3 separate regions of the Mus musculus genome follow, and all the other regions are linked to region 3. A link is a contact called in public Hi-C data. All regions are on one chromosome and are shown on one strand. Each heading gives the region's core, a stretch centred on a gene start, on an enhancer-like site or on the middle of the called end of the contact. The rest is flanking DNA. Distances are from core to core; before and after follow the strand shown. Region 1 has its middle 63 kb from the start of Gm30609. Region 2 has its middle 42 kb from the start of Gm30609. Region 3 has its middle 33 kb from the start of D630010B17Rik.

The links. A called contact is a pair of places that touch in the nucleus more often than the background predicts.
Region 1: a contact with region 3 is called in a Hi-C map of embryonic fibroblasts, with 3 times the contacts expected there. The contact joins two enhancer-like sites. A contact is called at or near these places in 9 of 484 Hi-C or Micro-C datasets (3T3-L1-derived adipocytes, Th1 cells, adipose-derived mesenchymal stem cells and 4 more) and 3 of 115 datasets of contacts at active chromatin or transcription factors (T-cell acute lymphoblastic leukemia, Th17 cells and neural progenitor cells).
Region 2: a contact with region 3 is called in a Hi-C map of cranial neural crest, with 2.2 times the contacts expected there. The contact joins two enhancer-like sites. A contact is called at or near these places in 1 of 15 datasets of contacts at CTCF or cohesin (CD8 T cells), 6 of 484 Hi-C or Micro-C datasets (Th1 cells, cerebellum, cranial neural crest and 3 more) and 3 of 115 datasets of contacts at active chromatin or transcription factors (Th17 cells, fibro-adipogenic progenitors and neural progenitor cells).

What each region holds. Positions count from the first base shown.
Region 1 is chr15:94,023,828-94,028,233 of GRCm38.p6, reverse strand. No RefSeq gene overlaps it. Among named protein-coding and RNA genes, the nearest start is that of Gm30609, 63 kb to the right of the region's middle. Within about 2 kb of position 2,478, at least 59 of the 459 cell types and tissues checked have an H3K27ac peak or open chromatin away from gene starts, as enhancers often do.
Region 2 is chr15:94,002,787-94,007,042 of GRCm38.p6, reverse strand. No RefSeq gene overlaps it. Among named protein-coding and RNA genes, the nearest start is that of Gm30609, 42 kb to the right of the region's middle. Within about 2 kb of position 2,037, at least 21 of the 459 cell types and tissues checked have an H3K27ac peak or open chromatin away from gene starts, as enhancers often do.
Region 3 is chr15:94,212,465-94,216,697 of GRCm38.p6, reverse strand. No RefSeq gene overlaps it. Among named protein-coding and RNA genes, the nearest start is that of D630010B17Rik, 33 kb to the left of the region's middle. Within about 2 kb of position 2,042, at least 45 of the 459 cell types and tissues checked have an H3K27ac peak or open chromatin away from gene starts, as enhancers often do.

The sequences.
Region 1 (4,406 bases), core at 1,229-3,728, 190 kb after region 3:
GGTCTTTTATTCCAGGCTACCTGTCTGTCTGTCTGTGTACATCACTGGCAATATCCCGTTCAGCCTTGACTTCTAGAATGTTCCTGGTCTCTCGGAATTCTCCCACCTGGCACTGATTTTGTACTCCGGCATTGCTTTCTGTCTGGAATACCCACTTCCTCCTACCCAGAGAACTTCTACATGTCCTTAATCACATCATTTAGATCACATACATGGTGCATCTTATGTGTTTCTAAGCATCTGCACAGAAGCTCAGCCTCTTGCTTCTTTGTTCTCCCAGGACACTCTGTTTCTAACTTTTTTTTGTTTTTTCCAGACAGGGTTTCTCTGTATAGCCCTGGCTGTCCTGGAACTCACTCTGTAGACCAGGCTGGCCTCGAACTCAGAAATCCACCTGCCTCTGCCTCCCAAGTGCCCGGCTCTGTTTCTAACTTTATCATAGCATGTATCCTATTGCATTGTAATACCCAGTTTCTCTGATTGCAACACTCGAAGCACCTCCATCAATGAATAAAACCCTTTGCTGAGTGACTGATCTTGGGAAAGAATAATAGCGAGCCACTCTGTTGCATTATATATGTGTATCACAAGCACGCGCGCTCACACACACACACACACACACACACACAAACACACACACACACACACCACACACACACTTAAACTTTACAGCCTCCACGGACATAAAAATTGTCAGCATTCATCTGATAAAGATGAGAAAATTCATCTGGAGAAGGTCAGCGCTACAATTCCGATCTTAAGTGTCCTTCCCAGCCATACATGCTAAATGTTAGGTTTCCAGAGTGGGCCTGTTAGGAAGTCAGAGGTGCCTTTAAGGGGTGTGTCTTGATGGGATGTCTGTCAATCATTGGGAGTGTGCACTTGAGTGAGATCCCTTTGCCTAAGGCTCCTCCTCAGTCTCCTTTGGCTTCTGACCATGAGATGTGTAGTTTTGCTTAACACAGGTTCTAACCGTGATGTACATATTTGCCGCAGGCCTGAGCCTATAAGACTCACACTGATCATGGACTGGAACCTTTAAAACTTGGAGACAAAATTAATGGTTTTGGTCCTTTATTTATCAGCTGCCTCAGGTACTCTGTCACAGTGACAGAAAGCTGGCTACCTCAGCAAGTACATACTAAATGACTTGCTGCTCAGAGAAGGGCCGCCATCAGTGATCAAACTATTCACACACTGTCTCTCCGTGTTGTTAAATGCTCTTCAGTGTAAAGCAGCTACATGAGCAAGATAATAATCCAGTTCCTTTGTCTCTAGACTATATCAGGGAACAGCAGGCATTTGGTTAACATTCTCAAATCAATGAAAAGATAAATGAGTAAACGAATGTACGGATACTATACCCTTCATGGTCCATAAGAGGTGTTCTCTGAAATCTATGTAGATGCATAGACTTTAGGGAAACCTGTCATATCTTAAATAGATTAGAGTGTTTTTCTGGAAGAGAGCCTAGGTGAACACTCTTACCCAGTTTATTTTTAATCTATACTGTGTTTTTACAGCAGGCGTGTCTAAAATGAAGTATGACACCCCCCCCCCACAAAGAATGGCCCCTGGCATGCAGGCTACATATCTCTGGTGAAGTGACTTCCACGGCTCAGCCACTGCTATCTCAAAACCGTGGGCCCACCCAAGGAAAGAGACTTTGGAGTCTGTCCAAAGAAGCACAATGAAAATGATGAACGGGTTGGAAAACCGTCTTCCCAAAGAAAGGTCACAGGATCTGGGCCCACGTAGCATGGAAATATGAAAAGGCAAGCCTACCAACGTGCTGCGGGAATGTGGCAAGGCAGAGGTGAGCAGCTGGTTTTAATTCTTAGTTATGATGGTGAAAGTCCAGGATAATTAATTTCAAATGGAGCATAGAAGCTTTAGGTTAGTCCCTGTAAAGTCCTTACAACACAATAGAATTCATTAACCCGAAACGTTATGGGATTTCTGTCTTTGGAAAGGTTTTGTGAGACGAGTCAACAGCAGAGAAATGCACTTTGCCAGGCCGGGCTGGAGAGGGAATGGAAATGTGGTTAGAAAAAACAGGCGGGTCTGAGGCTTGGGCCTTCGTGTTCTTCACTTTGGAAATGAAATTATCTCCAGCAAACTTGGCTTTTAGGAAAAGCCTTATCCCCACACCCGGTCGCTCTTTATGCTTTTTCCTATCGTTTTGAAAATGCAAGATCCAAATTCTTTTAAGAAAATTATTTTGGAAGAAAGAGAAAGAAAAAAAAAAAAAGAACTTCTCAACTATTTGTTGCAATACTTTTTTTTGGCAGGGAATGTTATAGAGTCACAAGCAATTGCAGCAATGATTTATGAACAATTACTAGAGGATGACAAACCAACAATGTGAAAGAGGAGGGTGTTGGGAATTATGAAAACACTCCGGACCCACAGCGCAGCTAGTCTGCCTGTCTGCGTTCTTTATCTCTGGACAGCAGCACTGGCGTGGACCGCATGGCGGTTTATACTGCTCACGGCAGGCCCCAGGCCTCTTCTGCCTCTCCGCAGGCACAAGGCCCGCGAGCTGGGACTGACAATGCTGTTTCTCATCTTGCGGAGCCACGTGAGAACGTTAGGCTTGAGCCCTGTTTTTATTATATCGTATTACCCATGCATTGCTCTAATACAGTATTAATACGATACAGATGTATTAATGCATTGTGGCATCGCAGATATTGAAGTATAAGGGCACAGAGACTTATGTGGGAAGTCTTTTCAAGGTCTGTGGAGACTTCTTCCATGGTCCAAAAGAAAGGAATTCCCAGAGGGAAGCCCACTCACCATAGAGCGACCGCACTGTCTAGACGGCCTAAATTGGTGGTATGGGAAGAATGCTGAGAGCTCATAATTAAATCAAAGTAACCTCTACCTGCCATTTGGATCACAAGCAGAAACAAAAGTAGTATTAATTGCAAATGCCAGCAATCCAAAAATGTGATTAATTTAAAAAAAAATGCTACTTTCCCCGCAGACAGTTTTCTTCAATTCACATATCTTTTGGTAGAAAAATAAATTCAGGAAGGTTCTCCATCATACAAGGAATTCTTTGTTCCACTGGCTACTAACATTTTAAACAAACTCACCCTTCAAGATAAGGGGATCTCCTGAAAGGGCTCAGGCCTCTCGTTCTCTTCCCCATCGGTCAACTTGCCAACACTAAAGGAGGTTCTCACATTAAGAGCCAAGATGTTTGCTTCCAGAGGCGATGTGTGAAAGATTCCCCTGTGATCTGGCCTGGATAGTGTTGTGTTACATTGATTATGCTGATACTCTCAGGAGGGAGTAGAAAACAAACTCAAGTCTGGATCACTAAGTGCCCAGTTAGAGGGAGGTCTATGAAGAGCTGGACACCAGTTGTGTGGGGAAAGAGTATTTACTGAGTGTTTCCCAGAAGGAAACCTTTGCCCCTGGACACTCTGTGTGGTACTATCTTATAACTGACTCTCAAACCGAGACAAAGAGACACCAGGCATGGAGAGACACCAGGCAACTCTTAGAAAGGAAAGGGGAATGGCTTACATTTTCAGAGGTTCAATCCATTATCATTATGGCAGGAAGCATGGCAGCACACAGGTAGACACAGTGCTGGAGAGGTAGTGAGTTCTATATCCAGATCCATAGGCAGCAGGAAGAGAGAGCAACTGGCAGTTGAAATCGGAAAGCCCATCCCCAGTGGCTCACTTCCTCCAAGAAGGCCAGATCTATTCCTACAGGGCCACGCCTCCTAATCCCTCTCAAGTAGCACTGCTCCCTAATGGCCAAGCATTTAAATCTATGAGCCTACTGGGGCCATTCTTATTCAAAGCACTGCAGTGTCATAGGCAGCTACAGCTGCTAGCCACACATGCTTCTCCAACACAGCATCTACTGCACATGCTGCCAGGCAACACCTGTGAGGCCACTGAGTGATTAGCAGACGACTGTTCCTTTGTATTGAAGCCAACTGGAGACTTGCATTGAGAGCTGTGGCTGAGTTGTCACGACAAAATTAAATGAAGGTTCATGGAAACTGCTTCCCAGAAAGTTATTTTTAGCAACACTTCTGGTCAAAAACAACTGTAGGGAGCCCCAGAACTCCATGAATATAAATTCCCTTGAATTAAATCCCCCCACCCAAATTTTGTGGAGTTGAATGTATATAGTTTTCATAAAGTCTAGATATTGTCAGATGTCCATATTTGACATAGTTCTGTATGTTTATACTGCATATGGGATTGGCAAGAGTGTGATTAAATAGGAGACGGGATTATTTAGATGAGAGCCACTGTGTCACAGTCTCTCTGGTGCTTGCTATGCAGGAGGCAGGAGGGAGAAGAATGTATTTTGCCTTTACACGATAGTAGTTAATTCTTTTACTTTCTAAAAGTTAGGAAATAGAGCTGAGGGCT
Region 2 (4,256 bases), core at 788-3,287, 210 kb after region 3:
ATTTCTTTTTCCCCAAGTTTTCATGTTGTCTTCTTCCTATTGTCACCAAGCAGAGAGTCTCCTCACATTTTTCTCTTCCTGTTAAAAGGGTAATTTAAAAAATTCTCTCTAGCCACTCCTGACTGTCATTGTCTTAAAGAGGCAGAGCACATTTATTCGTGTACCCAAAACCACCAAGGATACGTCAGTTCATCAACATTTAATGGTTTGTGCTAAAAGAAATGCAGAGAGATTTAACATGCTTGACTGTGTGAGTGCCACAAATTCAAACAAACTTTTAATAAATCACCGTAGTCAGCGATGTTTCTAAGGGTGGGTTTTATGTTAGGAACTGTAACAGCTATGCTGGGAAGAATATTGCAGTGCTTGTAGCCCAATGTGAAGTTTCTGCTGTGGACTATGCTTAGGAGAAAGTGAAATAAACGTAGCCTCCTACAAGTACTGATCTGAGCATATGGCTCCCATCAGTTGGTGGAAACATAAATCCAGCTAGATCTATCACTTGAATTCAGTTTGTAGATAACCTCTGAGAACTTAAATATATTAGTGGCCATTTCCTCAAAAGCTCCCCCACCCCTCGTCTTGATCTTACCTTCTCAAAAAGAAGCTAGATTTAATTCACACATTTTTGTTGTCGTAATTAAATCCAGGGTATGACTATAAAGCTTTCAGATCATATATGGTCTGGGCAGAAATATTGAAAACAGACCCTCCAAACAACCAGCCATGGGGAGTAGTCGGGTAGAAAGGGAGAGAGCGTTGGTAGTTCTGAGAGGCAGGTGAAATCTAGTTACACCTAAGCTTGTTAAAGTCCCAATTTCACTTCAGTAAACCAGCCACGAAGCTCCAGCTGGTGGCCAGCTGCTCCCCAGACCTTCTCTACACCAGGGGGGGAAAGAAAAAGGCTCCATGACAAAATAAATTAAGGCCTTATAGGTTTATTTTAACCAACCTAGCTTATCTAGGTAAATTAATTAAGCAGTGCCAGACACTAAATTATCTCAATATTCAGAAAACAATCTTCCTCAATCAATGAATATACCTAGATCATTTTATAAATATCTCAATCTACTCAGATGCACCAGTATGGCAAGAACATATGGCAAGATTTACATAGCTCATTCGTGGAGAACTTGGATGTAATTCAAGGCAGATAACCTTTAAGAAACTTCATTCCCTTGGATTAAGCAATTTTTTTTTTTTTTTTTGAAAACCAGAATGTGCCTGACTTCTCGAAGTCATGTGTTGGGATGGAGACATTGAACAAAGAATTATAAGAAGGCATTACAAAATTTGTGAATGGAAAATGTTCAGAAACTAACTTTTAGCAAGATTCTAGGATTGCAACACACCCGGGCCAAGAAAGCAAATAGCCTTTTTCAAGGGAGACTCCTCTAAATTTGCATTTTTATTGTTATTTTGACCTGTGAGTTGGCTCTCTAGAGATAACAAATAGTTCCCAGACGTGTCTCACCAATCTTGATAGATGAGCTAAAGATAGAGCTGGCTGGAATCTGAGGCTGGAAAGTAGATAGTAGAAAAAAACGCAACCAGCAAGGTAACGGCATGAAAGCCTTTAATTATTCCTCCACCCCGACCCCTACCCTGACTGAAAGTGACATTCAGTCTTTGCATTGGTCTCCCAAGGCCACAAGCTCACTAGAGAGTCTTTATATTTCTAAATATAGGACATACTTTTTAAGTCGATTTAACGTTTGGCTAAAACGTTTAAAGGAAGTTCTAAGGGAAAGGTGTCAATTGGCTGGAAGCGTCTCAGTATGGAACATGCTCGCCTGTGAGCCCTTAGGGTCAGCTAGGGGAAAAAAAAAAAGAGTACTGGGTACCTTCCCTGAACTAGGATGAATGGATGCAGTCTGCTGTCCTTATAAGGCTTACAAATCAGCAGGGAGACTATTACCACACATTATGTGTGTCAGATACAGAGATGCAAGCACAGAAGGCAGGCTGGGGTACTTCAGAGGGCTGCTAATCTGGAAGGGGGAGGTGACTAGGCAGTGTTGGTTTCTGGAAGACATTATTCACATGATGAAACGCTAAGATCACCCAGGAGCTAGAGGAGAAAAATACGGTAAGCAGAATATCAAAGGCAGAAGCCATAAAGATGGCAAAACTGAGCTTGGAAGAGATGCTCCATGCATATAGGAGATTGCTAAACGAAAGAGACAAGATTCAAGAAGGAAAGAGGAGCCAGGTCAGGAAAAGACTTGCAAGCTTGTGAGCGACATACCTTACAAATTCATCGATTATAGAAACAAATGACCCCCAATTTGAGTCTCACTGTTATAGTACAGTCACTTAAGCCCACGTACCTTGACTTCCTGACTGAGGAAGCCAGTCTTGAAATCAAGTATTCCACGCTGTTGTTTTAGGGGAGAAGATGAGATGGGGGGAGAGGGTTTTACAGATTGCAGAGACTGTATTATGAATGTACGAGAATGATTACAATAAGTCAAGTAGAGCCCAGCTTACAGAGGGAAGAGTGTAAGCAAGGAAGAAGTTTGATTTAGTGACGTCTTTGGGGGATACAAGGGAAATTTCTTTTAAGTGAGCTAACTCTTATTTCAACATTCACACTCATCTTCTCTGCAGATCTCTCGTCATTACAGTAGCCAGTCCTGGGAAATCTGAGTTAGTGTTCTTCTTCTGGGGTTTCTGGCCCACTTCTCTCTTTTTGTGTCCCGTGTAAGAATCCTTTCACCTATGTGTGGCCACCATGGGATAGCAAGTCACTGGGAGGCGAAGGAAAGCCCCACTCAGGGGCAAAGCATAGGCACCCCCCCCCCCGTGTATTTTCCCATGATTTCACGGGCTCTCGGTTTTCATTCCCCTAATAAGGGTTTTCATGCTGAGGGTTAACATTTTCCAAAGCCACTGAAAAGAAATTAATTTGTGACTTGAGGTCTTGTACTACCAGAAGTAACACACGTCCTCACACAGGGACTGTGGTAGTAACATCTATATGAAGAAATTCGGCAAAGGATCTAAAATAAATCTCGTGTCTGTGAATTCTCTGAAAAATAGCTATGGATGCAAGGAGACATCTTAAGCATCCTCCGCTCAATACAAGAAGATAAGTTCCTCAAGGCAGCCCATCTGGACTTGGTGAGAACAGCTAACATCAGGATCTTTTGCACAAAGTGGGTGGCTTTGACCTTGGAAAGTGCATTTTTCTAATGTGTTCATAATAGGATAAAAAATGTATTAGTCTTTCTTCAATGATTCGATTTAAGTATTTTTTTTAATCAGTAAGTTGGAAGCAAATCTAGGGCTTACCTTAATTTCATTAAGCCTGTCGAGTTACATATTCTATTCTTTAACTTTTATTTAATTAAGAAAGTATAAAGCTACAGAGGGATGTAATCCCTGTCCTCAATTAGCTTAAAATCAAATGTTCCAGGTCCTCTGTAACCCTGTAATTATAACAGGCATTTGGAAGCTGCTTGGCTAAAAGCATTGATTCCTCGCTGGGGCCTTCAGAGAAATCAAATGGAAAGACTGGTACCCAGCCGTTGTCTTTCGTCTGCCTCCTGCACTGTGAGACACTCCTTACCTCTACACACAGGCACGCTGATTATGTGACGACTGTCTTTCTAGAAACCACTCATGCCTCAGCTCCCTTATTCCCTGCTGCACAGAAGGCACGAAGATCAGAGGCCATGTAATACCTTCCTGTCAGCTCCTTACAAGGCCCTGTCCCAGATATTATGACCGTCCCCACCCCAGGTAGCCAAAGGTCAATAGTCATAACCCTAAACATGCAGTCACCTTGGATTCCAGGAACAGAAGAGCCCTGAGGACCCCCACCCTGCACCAAGGGCAATTATCTCCGATGGTGAGGCAGTACCATGGAGAAGCAATTGTCACCTGAGAACCAGCAGCCGCCTTTCATCTTAAGTAATAAAGACTTCCGTGGACCACCTTGAAGAACAGGAGCTGAAGCAATGATTAAACAGCCCGTGCCCTAATGGAGACTGCTTAATGATGTCTAACTTTTGTGCCTGTCCCACTTCTTATATTTCAACCTGAAGCCCATATCAGTACCACAAGGATAGACCTGGAGTTACTGCAGCCTTTTGTCTGCGTCCCTTTACGTGCAGATTTCCTAACTCTCCTTAAAATCGGCATGGAGAGATGATGGCTGAACACACCCTGTGGATCCACTAGATCCAGGGTTTTTTTTCCCCTCAAGCACTGGTTACATAATGAAGACAATATAATTTAATATGATGAAAAAT
Region 3 (4,233 bases), core at 793-3,292:
TTCTTTATTGTCTGATATATGTCCTTCCTGTGAAATAAGTCTAGGGAGAGGAACCAGCATTCTTTCCCACCCTTATGTTTTGCCAGATTATTTTATTATTTCACTTTTTTGTTTAACAATTTGGATTTGCTTGAAATTATCCATTGAGATGGTGTACTGGCTGGTTTTGTGTGTCAACTTGACACAGGCTGGAGTTATCACAGAGAAAGGAGCTTCAGGTGAGGAAATGTCTTCATGAGATCCAGCTGTGGGGCATTTTCTCAATTAGTGATCAAGGGGGAAGGGCCCCTTGTGGGTGGTGCCATCCCTGGGCTGGTAGTCTTGGGCTCTATAAGAAAGCAAACTGAGAAAGCCAGGGGAAGCAAGCCAGTAAGAAACATCCCTCCATGGCCTCTGCATCAGCTCCTGCTTCCTGACCTGCTTGAGTCCCAGTCCTGACTTCCTTTGGTGATGAACAGCAGTGTGGAAAGTGTAAGCTGAATAAACCCTTTCCTCCCCAAATTGCTTCTTGGCCATGATGTCTGTGCAGGAATAGAAACCCTGACTAAGACAGATGGGCTAACCCATAAAAGCAAAGCCCACGTCTCAGTAAGCACAGTGACAAGGCAGTTGCTCATTGGCTGACTCCAACTGTCAATCTCCAGATCTCATCCCTCATAGGCGAATCAATGGAGGTGACTTTAATTCCATCTGATTTACATTGTCAGATAGACAATACCTTGATGAGAGTTCTCGAGGGGAAAAACAAAACAAAACAAAAAGGAAAAATACCTTACTCTATAAAGCAATGATACTAAGCCAGACCTATCCAGGAAATAGCAGCCTGCAAAATATATTGATCTACTGTGCGGATAAAACGGAGCTGCACTCGGATTCATTTCTTTAGTTGTTAATAAATCCGCATCTGCCAAATATTTTCAATTTGTAACTCATTCCAATAGATTACCCAAATTAAAAAAAATCAGAAAGATTCTATATTTTCCCCTATTGGCCCCTATCACTTGCTTTCTCCCTTTTTAAAAGATACTTCTGTTTGTATCTTGATGATCCTTCTATAGATCTTCAGAAAACTCTTAATGAGCTGTAATTATGTTCTCAATTAGTCCATCAATAAGGACAAAAAAATAGATTGGCAAGCTACCTTTCTACTAAAAGCTGATAATTACCAACAAAGTGGGGCATTAATTAAAATTATGTCTAGAGCTCTCCTCATATTCAATTCATTAGTTTTAAAACTATGCATGTAGTTGACCTTACTCATCTACTGCTGTACACCTGGCACCTAGGATCATCAGGTCTTAGTAAGTACTGGCAGAATGGATAGATACCTTGATGATAAGTCAACCTACTTAAGACGCTGTTTTACGCCTCATCACTCTATAGGTAAGTGCCCTTTCCTATAAGAAACGCATGTGTGAGCCAGGCAGTGGTGGTGCACGCCTTTAATCCCAGCACTTGGGAGGTGGAGGCAGTCGGATTTCTGAGTTTGAGGCCAGCCTGGTCTACAGAGTGATATCCAGGACAGCCAGGGCTACACAAAGAAACCCTTTGGAGAAAAAAATATGCAAATAGATAAATAATAAAACAACCACTAAAAAAGATAGCTAAGGATGATGCTGTTTGGAACATACACACACATACACACACATACACACGCACACAGAGAGAGAGAGAGAATGAGAGAGGGGGAACAACTCATGAAGCAACATTGTTGAAGATCAGAGCTTTGAAGAGCAGATATGAGTTTGGGAGGTGAGAACAGTTAGGACAGGACAAGCCTACCACTCAATTCCTTGATCTGTGTTCAAACTCAACTTCCAGCCAGTAAATCTGGATATGTGATCTAGGTGATGCTCACTACTCTGGGTAAAGGGAAGATGACAATAGCTTCTGTCACACAGGAGAGCTGTGGGATTCACAATAGCCATAGGGAGACCCCCGTGGTAGTGAGTGATCCAGTTCTTACGCAGCTACACAGAGCTTCAGAGTGATCCGTTATTCAGATGGTGGCAGCAGCGGCGGCAGCAGCGGCAGCATATCTCAGAAGGAAATGAGCACCAGATGTTCTGTGCACACGTGACCTTAGACTCTGCAAACAGCTACAGCCACCTATGGAGAAGCTCACTATGTCCTGTGTGGGCGACTCTGATCCTCAGAGGTTACTTCTGTCTTGGGATAGATCTCAAACCATGGGGAGTGGTTGTAGGACTAAGATTTGTCAGTGAGCAGCGCTTGACAGGAGCATAAAACACTGCTAGAGTGTGGGGTGTATGTGTCAGGGGGAGCTGAGCAAGGAGTAATCTTAGATTTAAAAACTTGTGCTGTCTTTCCCCCAAATCCCTCTAATAAATACAACTTCCCTTCATGCTTTAAGGAAACATCTTTCATAGAAGGTGAAGGATTTATTGGTATAACTGCCTCATCTGAGATTCCAGGAAACATGAACACAGTGTGGTTGCTTTTTCACTTTAAACTTCTGGGAAAGCCAATCAAAACCACAGCATAGTATCCCTTGTGCCTCTCTTGGAACGTGGCAGGGACTCTGGTCTCCACTAGTACATTCTGTCTGACCTGACCAGGAAATCTCTACACCAGGTTGGTCTTTCCTAGCTAACACAAAGACCTAGATACATTTTGTTTGTTTCAATGGCTTCCCAAGGGAGATGGGGCAACAAAAACTCCCTTCAGCAGGTGTGGCACAGTTTGTGCAATCCTGTATTGACAACAACAATAGCTACCAACATCATATTTCCGTTGCTTTTATTTCAGTGATTTTAAAAGTGAAAAGTCAACATGTTATTATTTATAGATACATATCAGAGGGATTGCTATCTCCCTAACAGTGCAAATATTTCAGTGACTTTGAAAATGAAACGCATTCTAACTCCTAGGTCTATTCAGACTCAGTGTATCTACCTCTTGAGACTCAGCCCTCCTTGCATTGTGGTTTTCTTGCAATAAATCTCCCTTTTCTTATTAAAATCTAAGGTGTATTTATTATTAGAGATGCCTCTATCAGTTCCTTGTCACTAAAGAGGACCTTTCCTTTTCAGCTGTATTACTCTGTGGTGGACAAGAGAGGGCACTCTTGTATTTCATGTGAAATCGAGAACATGATTTTTTTTTCCCCAACTGTTTAAGGATTGACTAGAGAGAAGTGAGGTTTTTAAATGGGCTGGAAAAAAAAATGTAAAACATAAAACATCGACACAAATGTATCGCTTTTACAAATAAGTCAAACATAAGAGAATTTTTGGAAGATTACCCTATAAATCGCTTTAAAGAGATTTTGACAAACAAATGCAAATAAGAAGAGACATAAAAATCCTTTTCTACTAAGCTTGACTTAATTCAATCTGAAATAAGTAACCATTAGAAATAATGCAGTTTAAGAACGATGAGAAAGGCTTTCTTACATTCCAAATTTCACAGAAGCTAGGGTTTTTACTTGAAAAGAGTGCTCTCCCCTGATCTACAATGGAATCAAAATCATCCAATTTAAAGTAGAAAACAATGGAATGATATCTCCCCAGCTCCAAGGAGGAGGATTTTTATCATTCTAAAACACAGCCTGGCTGCCCCTGATTATATCCCTTTGGGTTGAGTTGTGCGGGAACTGATGCTAGAACCCATAAAACAGAGCCATCAGAACCTACCAAGTATTTATTCTGTTGGCCCTTTGCTCCCAGGACCACTGGATCCCGTAATCCTCCAGAGGATCCTAAGCTTTGCAGTTGAATGGATTCGTATGGATTATTTTCTCCAGCAGCTGCTGCTAATAGTCAAACCCCAGGGAAAGATCCAGAAAGAGCTCCGTAGTGGACCTCAGAGGGAGCCGTGTCTGGGAACAGCACCCTTATCAAAGACCAAAATGTCAGTCATTCAAAATAAGTACTTATTTATCTAAAATTCTAAATGCTATTAGCACTCTGTTGAGGGTAAGACTCATAACAGACTAAATCAACAGTGACATATATGTTAATACGTCTATTATTTTTATTCTTAAAGAATTCAAGTTTTTAAGTTATGGTAATAAGGAGTCAGGAGTAAAAATTACTTTGTTCTGCATTAAATTCGACTTCTATTGGCTTACCATGAACTGTTTCAGTGACTAAAATGTGTTATGTGGCATTTTCTATCTCCTGATTAAAAATTATTGCTAAATTTTGTTCTTTAAGACTTATGTTCTTAAGAGGAAAAGTATTCTCTAGGGCTGGAGAGATGGCTCAGAGT